2 separate regions of the Rattus norvegicus genome follow, and region 1 is linked to region 2. The links are chromatin contacts, called in public Hi-C maps. All regions are on one chromosome and are shown on one strand. Each heading gives the region's core, a stretch centred on a gene start, on an enhancer-like site or on the middle of the called end of the contact. The rest is flanking DNA. Distances are from core to core; before and after follow the strand shown.

Region 1 (3,288 bases), core at 631-3,130, 220 kb after region 2:
AAAAATAGAAATATTTTCATCTTTATGTACCAGGATCCCAGGGTCTTGCCAATCCCTTCTTGCCAAGATAACTGTGGAAATAGAGTCCACTTACTTATTAGTAAATAATGCCCTCCCCTCTCCTCTCCCAGCTGCACGCCAGTCTGTGCTACAGCGGCAGTGGTAGGCATTGTTCAGGAAGTGACCTTGGCTTGGATTAATCAAATTCAGCACACACAAAAAAGATTCTTGCTAACATGCTGACTTGATATAAAATTTTGTCGCATCCATTTTCCTGTGAAATGAGGCCATCCTGTAAAAAGAGAAGATTCTTCAAATTAAACATGCACTAACGGGCGCACCGGCTTCTGTAAGCCATGTTAAAAAGAACAAACTAGTTGTATTTTAAAATTAGACTTACAATCATAAGTTTATATCGTGTGGGTTCGGAAGTTATTAGTAGACAATTATTTGTATCATTTCTTTCAACTTGAAATTAGAATATCATTGACTTTATTTCCTGGTCTGGAACATGTATATCAAGTTGCACTGTAGAGATTCTGTGTAATGAAGACAGAATACTGTTCTCTGGGCCTCTGGTCACTGTGTAGCAAGTGAGGCATTATGTTTTGGTTTCAGATTGCATTTCAGAAATATCTGGTGTTTGATAATCTGGATAGAGCCCACTATCCTATATGCGATCGTTTTAGTAGCTGGTGGTGGTACCCATATAGATCTCCAATCTAAACTTGTAAAACTGCTAAAATTCAACCAGTTGGTATGTAAGTTGGCTTATCTATACATTAGGATTTAGTAAATCATCGGATAGGAGAGTTTGTACAGCTGTCTCCTCTTTGTCTTGGTGTGCTTCAAGGAATGGCGGCTCACACCTGTAATTCCAGGACTTTGAGGTTGGGTTAGGTGGATTGCTGCTGTTTTTCTGCCATTTGGGGCTATAGAGAGAGGTTGTCTTAAACTCCCTCCCATGACCACCCCTTAAAAAAAAACTATGCAAAAAAAACAGATAAAAACCAAAACTGAAACGACCCCAAATCACCATGCTGGCTTCAAGCTCTTGGGCTTCGGTGTCCTGCTTCCTTATTGCCCTGGGGAGGAAGAGGGAGGAGGGAAGTGTGGGGCGGGGAAGGGAGGCAGTGTGGTTTCTCCTGCCCTGCCCTCTTCAGTCCTGCTCACTGTTAGTACAGACTGCTGAGTGGAGTAGTGAATGGATTAGTGTATCGATTTTTTTCTTTTGCATCTGTAGGAAGTTTATATAAAAAGTGATCAGGAGGACAGCTCTGCAGAAGAAAGACTTTGCTTTTGAGTTTGTTCCACGCATGCACGGAGGGCTGTGCTGGGTCCTGGAGGGTTAGAGAGAACACAGGGAAACAAATGGCCCCTTAGATGCTCTCGCTGTGTTTCTGTAGACTCCTCTTGTGAGGATGGCGTACTGCAGTTGTATCAGTGACCCGAGGGAGCCAGAGCCTAAATACTGTAATTGACGGGCTTCATTTCTTCTTAAAGCATTTACAGGGAGCTAAACGGGCATCATGTCATATCATTTGTGGGTAGTTGGGAGATTTGAAGCCTCGTGGAGGAAAATCTTTTCTTAACCTGCCCTTGTTTGCTCTTTGTCTTTATGTCTATCGGTTGGTTTGGTCGATGCTCTAAGATAAAGAGACCCTGACTTGAAGGAGAAAATGGATACTTATCAAATCATTTTTCTGCTCAAACAGCAGTTTAAAGTGAATTAGTCACCTGAACTTAGGGTGTCCGCTGCCTTTTTTAACCTTTCCTTCTTAAGAGAAGCCCGGGAAGAACTGCAGCAGCAGTCCTGGTAGCCAGGGAGTTAACGCTCCCGCAGCCCGAGGGTCAGCGCAGTCTCTGTTTGCTGATTGGCTGCTAAAAGGTGAAATTGAAACCACTGTAAACTTTTGACCCTGTAGCAGTTCCTGTGGAAAGCCTTCTGCGGGTGGAGCCTGCTTACCTCCCACCCCCATTCCCACCCCCTTTGCCTGTATTTATTTTCTGTGATCCTGCAGGGCTCTACCCTGCTTTTCAGAGAGGGAGAGAGTGGGTGAGGCAGACGGGGAGAGGGGAGAAGGAGGGAGAGGGAGGAGCTGTAGAGCAGGCAGCTGCAAGTAGCTTGCTGACAAGCCCGCTGCTTTTCTGTAACTAGGTCCTCACTAACTTAAGCTGAGCCAAAGAGGTGAGGCCAGTTCATAGACCACAGGGCCACCAGGATTCTGTGCTTGCTTTTTCCTTGGTTGCTCAGATGCAGACTAGTGTGCCTCTGCAACTCAGTACTCTTTTGAGGTAGCGTCCCACCCTGTAGCTGGTTGGCCTGATGATGGAATTAAAGGCTTATGCCACCACACCCAGCATTTAAAAAAATTTTTTTTTCTTGTCCCCCTTTGAAGCTACATTTAGTCTGTTTTTGAACAAAATGCCTGGCATCCTTTCCTGGATGTGCTGAGCTAAGAACTTTTACTTTTAGTAACATTTCATGTGTCTCCTTTACGCATCCTGTCTTTTAGATGCCCAGCATGATGTAAGTATTATTGGAGTTGGCTTAGTGGGTAAAGAAACTTACTGCCAAGCCTGATGAGCTGCCCGGCTGAGGCCCCGCGGTAGAGGAGAGAGCAAATATCTGGAAGTTCTTCTCTGACCTCAGCATTTCTGTCATGGTGTGCACGGGCACACGCACAGGCACGCACTCGTGCACACATACATACGAATAAATAAAAACTTCCTTTAAACTGTGTTAATCTTGTCTGCCTTTTTTTGGGGGTAGGGGGTCCAAGATTGAACCTAGGTTTTTGTACATGTTGGCAAGCCCTCACAGTGATCTGTGTCTCCAACTCATAATTTATTTTCGAGAGAGGATTTGTCTACATAGCCCAGGCTGGTGTTGGACTAACTGTCTTCTGCCTTGGCCTTTCCAGTTTTTGGATTGCAGATGCATGTGACTGTGCTAGTCTCCTCTGCTTTTCAGTGTGAAGGACTAACAGGCATTCTGATTGTAAATCTAGGCAATATTTGCAGAAACTGCCTGATTTCATTAGTTATTTTTGGCAGAGATAAACAGTTTTGAATTTGTCTTAATTTTACATCTTCCCCCCAATTAATTAATTAATTTTTTATTTATTCACTTTATATCTCAAATTGCATCCCCTTTCTCCTCTCAGTCCTCCCTCACATAGTCCTCCTACCCACTTTTCCCTTCTCCTGATAAGGGGGAGCCCCCCAACCCTATCAACCCACCTTGGCACAACTCACTGTAGGGCTAGGCACATGCTTTCCCACTGA
Region 2 (3,366 bases), core at 302-2,801:
CCCTGGAAGGACAGAACAATACCTCAGGCTGCCCTTTGGCCTCCGCATACTCACGCAAAAATGTTTGCTTGCATATGTGCGTGTGTGCAAGAAAGAGGGAGAGAGGGGCTTTAATCCCAGCATTCAAGAGACAGGGACAAGCAGATCTCGAGTTCAAGGCTACATGGTGGGAGGGGATTAAATAAGCCACCCCAAATCTATAGTTGAACCCTCTATTCTAACCCAGACAATCCCTGGTTTGCCTCACATGTATGTCTCCAATGTGGCTTTCTTCCTGTGCTGTCTTAAACAGTTCCCTGTTTAGCTGGACAGTGACTTCTCACCATCAGTGGCCAGCACTCTAGATCATGTCACATGGGCGGATATAAAATCACTGCCCTCCCCTCTACCCTTCAACCTTTTCCACCACGTACAGCATTCTTCAGGGTCCCTAGCAGAGCCCCTGAATGTGAGACTAAAATCCCATCCCAGGAACCCACCCATGTATCCAATGTTGTCACCCCCACTGACTGAGATGAGATATGAACCCTAGAATTATTGGAGGGGAGACAGGACAAAATTCATGGATTCCTTAGAGCCACCACACCTCACCCACACCTCAAGCCATGCTTAGAAAACCCAGGGGTATCACAAGGATGCCCAGTGGGCTCCTGGTTTTCAGAAGGAGCTATTCTTGCCAGGTGATTGGCAGAGAGGCAATGTCACCATGAGAACGCCTCTGTTCCACAGTGCTTCTGTTCAGAGTGTGAAGGTGGGAGGAGGCCCCGAGAAAAGAAACCACATTTCTAGAATAACGAATGTCCCCGAGGCAGCAAGCTGGTCCCCCTTCTGAATCAAGTGAGGAACCAGCTGGTGCCCCTGGATGGAGTCTTAGCAAGGACCTTGAATGTCCAACTCAAGCCAGGCTATAGATAAAAGGCAAGGGAGTAAACTGGACTACACTTGGGGGCCATTGGTCCTGTCACCCTAGGAACCAGTGACATAGCTTGGATGGCGCTGTGAATTCATTGTCATGGGACACCATACGCCTCTTTCCCCACCAAGGAATGTTCTAGCCCACGGTATCTGGAAACCCCTGGAGTTGCTTCCTTTGCCGGTGGCTTCTCTCTGGCCTCCTACCCCTCCTCTTCCCTTTACTGATCTCTGCCTATTCCAGTGGCCCAGGGACTTTGCTCCATCTGGACACTCTAAGCCCAGCTGTCAACCTCCGGATCCACTGGGGCTGGGTGGGTCTCTGATGAGGTCATGATAAGCTACATCTCTGGGCTTTAACCACAAGGTGGCAGCATTCAATTACTCAGAACTGTAACCTGCCCCTTGCTCCCTGGGATGCAGGCCACCCTAGGCTGCATGGAATTTAACTGCAAGCACTCCATGGATAGACCTTGTCTCTCTCAGACAGACGGACACACCACACCAAGTGGAGCCAGGCCTGGTGGCACATGACAATAACCACAACACTTGAAAGGTAAAGACAGGATCATGAGATCCAGGGTCTGAGCCGCAAGGCAAGCTCAATCCAGATGAAAATGTCACATTTTAAAAAATGAGGAACGGCTACAGAGCTGACTCAGAGGCTAAGAACACTGGCTGTACTTACAGAGGCCCAGAACTAAGTCCCAGCACTGCCATGGCAGATCACAGCCATCTGCAACTCCAGATAGAAAGGACATGATCCCTTCTGCCTGCCACAGGCAATAGACACGCATGTGGCACACAGACACTCATGCAGAACACCCATACTCATAAGAGAATGGAAACTATCAGAAAACCCACCCCAAAACAGTAAGACTCATAAAACTTGCTTCAGTCACATATATTTACACAGGGCAAAACTGGTTTACGAGAATTACTTGTAAAGACTGGCCCAAAATGGTTTGTGGTAAAACACCTTTGTGAGCCAACCAGCTGCCCAAGAAACCCCTCCTGTTCCTCCTTATCTCCCCTAACCCCTCTATCCACTAAAGCTTTTACATTTTCTGCAGACAGAATAGAGGAGCTCAGTGTCTAAGAGCCACTGAGGAAAGGACAAAGGGCAGAGGTGGGCACCACTGCCAAACACACACACTTATGTAAACGCCACTGACCCAGGTTCAAGTTCAGGATGCTCCCGGTGGTGGCGGTGGAGGTCTTGTCAGGTTTCGTCATGATGGGCGTTGGCGCTTGTGGAGAGAAGGGCTTCGGGCTGCCGGACAAGCTCCCTGCTTGCCCCGTCTTGGTGGAGGCTGGAGACGCTGGAAAAGTGTATCACGGTTAGAAGCTGGTTTTACACATTAGCAAACCAATAAAGCCACACCAGGTTCAGGGTTGAGAACGGGAGAGAAGGGACAAGGTGTTTCATTCCACAAGCACTGTTCTGCATCCTGGAGAGGACCCAGGACTGGTAAGATGGGTGGCCATGAACTGCCAACAAAGGGCTTTCACCTAGCATGGGCTACTGGGCTGGGGACTCTAAGTTGAAAGGCTAAGCTGCCACTGAAATTGCCTTAGCCCATTCACAGGTTTAACGCATGAGCAAACTCCTCATGCTGTGTGCACAGGTGGGAGGCAGGCTGGCATGTGTGGCAGCCATCGGTGAGAGTTTGAGGGAGCTGTTCACACAGCCTGCCCCATCTGCCTCTGACCAGCCCTGGGGAGGTCCAGACGCTGGCTCAAGTTTCTCAGGGTACAGAGAAACAAACTGGACATCAGGTGGAGGGAGAATTGGTATTGCCAAATTATCTTCTTTCTCAGTGAGGGTCAGACTCCTCCAAGGACAGACCATGTTCCCACGCCTGAGGTGTTCAAATCTAACTTAAAACAACTGGCCAAACAAGGAGAACAAAGACCAAAAGCACTTAGCGGGGCTAAGGGCTTCTTAAGGACCCACCCGATCTTGACATTAACCCTCACACACAGTTACATATTTTTCGAGACCACCCAGCATCGCTTCTGAGCCCTGACAAGACAGCACCTGGCCAATTGGCCTGAAGTGAGGAGATGTTGTAGAGATCTGGTCCTGACAGGAAGTCACAAATGGCACAAGAGGGCAGGAAGCAAGGCACCAGCAGAGACTAAAAATGGAGGCTTGCTGTGGTGCAGTTCTGAAATCCCAGTAGCTGGTCCAGGAAGATCAGTTCAAGGCGATCCTCAGCTACATGGCAGGTTGCCAGCCAGCCCTGCTGGCAGACCCAGTCTGAAGAAGAAAGCTGCTGCAGTGGGCTGGGTAGGTATGACTCTGGTTCTGCATTATCTATGGGGGTAGGGTGGGGTGGTGGTGAGCACAGGCACCCACTCAGCCCATAAGGTTTGGCTCCCTCAGAACCAGAGAGATGGGAAGCCTGGGGAGCAAACCTGCATCTCAGTAAGTGCCTAAGTGCCGGATCC

What was found. Hi-C and Micro-C count contacts between places; a contact is called where the count stands out from the background.
Region 1: a Hi-C map of psoas muscle shows a contact between it and region 2, with 3 times the contacts expected there. The contact joins two enhancer-like sites. A contact is called at or near these places in 7 of 12 Hi-C or Micro-C datasets (the A7r5 cell line, the Rat2 cell line, kidney and 3 more) and 1 of 1 datasets of contacts at active chromatin or transcription factors (oligodendrocytes).

What each region holds. Positions count from the first base shown.
Region 1 is chr3:175,195,246-175,198,533 of GRCr8, forward strand. All of the region lies in intron 1 of Ncoa3 (nuclear receptor coactivator 3), which reads left to right. Among named protein-coding and RNA genes, the nearest start is that of Ncoa3, 39 kb to the left of the region's middle. Within about 2 kb of position 1,881, at least 81 of the 93 cell types and tissues checked have an H3K27ac peak or open chromatin away from gene starts, as enhancers often do.
Region 2 is chr3:174,979,345-174,982,710 of GRCr8, forward strand. Zmynd8 (zinc finger, MYND-type containing 8) reads right to left here. Exons shown (of 22, transcript NM_001100838.1): 12 at 2,088-2,234. Among named protein-coding and RNA genes, the nearest start is that of Zmynd8, 65 kb to the right of the region's middle. Within about 2 kb of position 1,552, at least 24 of the 93 cell types and tissues checked have an H3K27ac peak or open chromatin away from gene starts, as enhancers often do.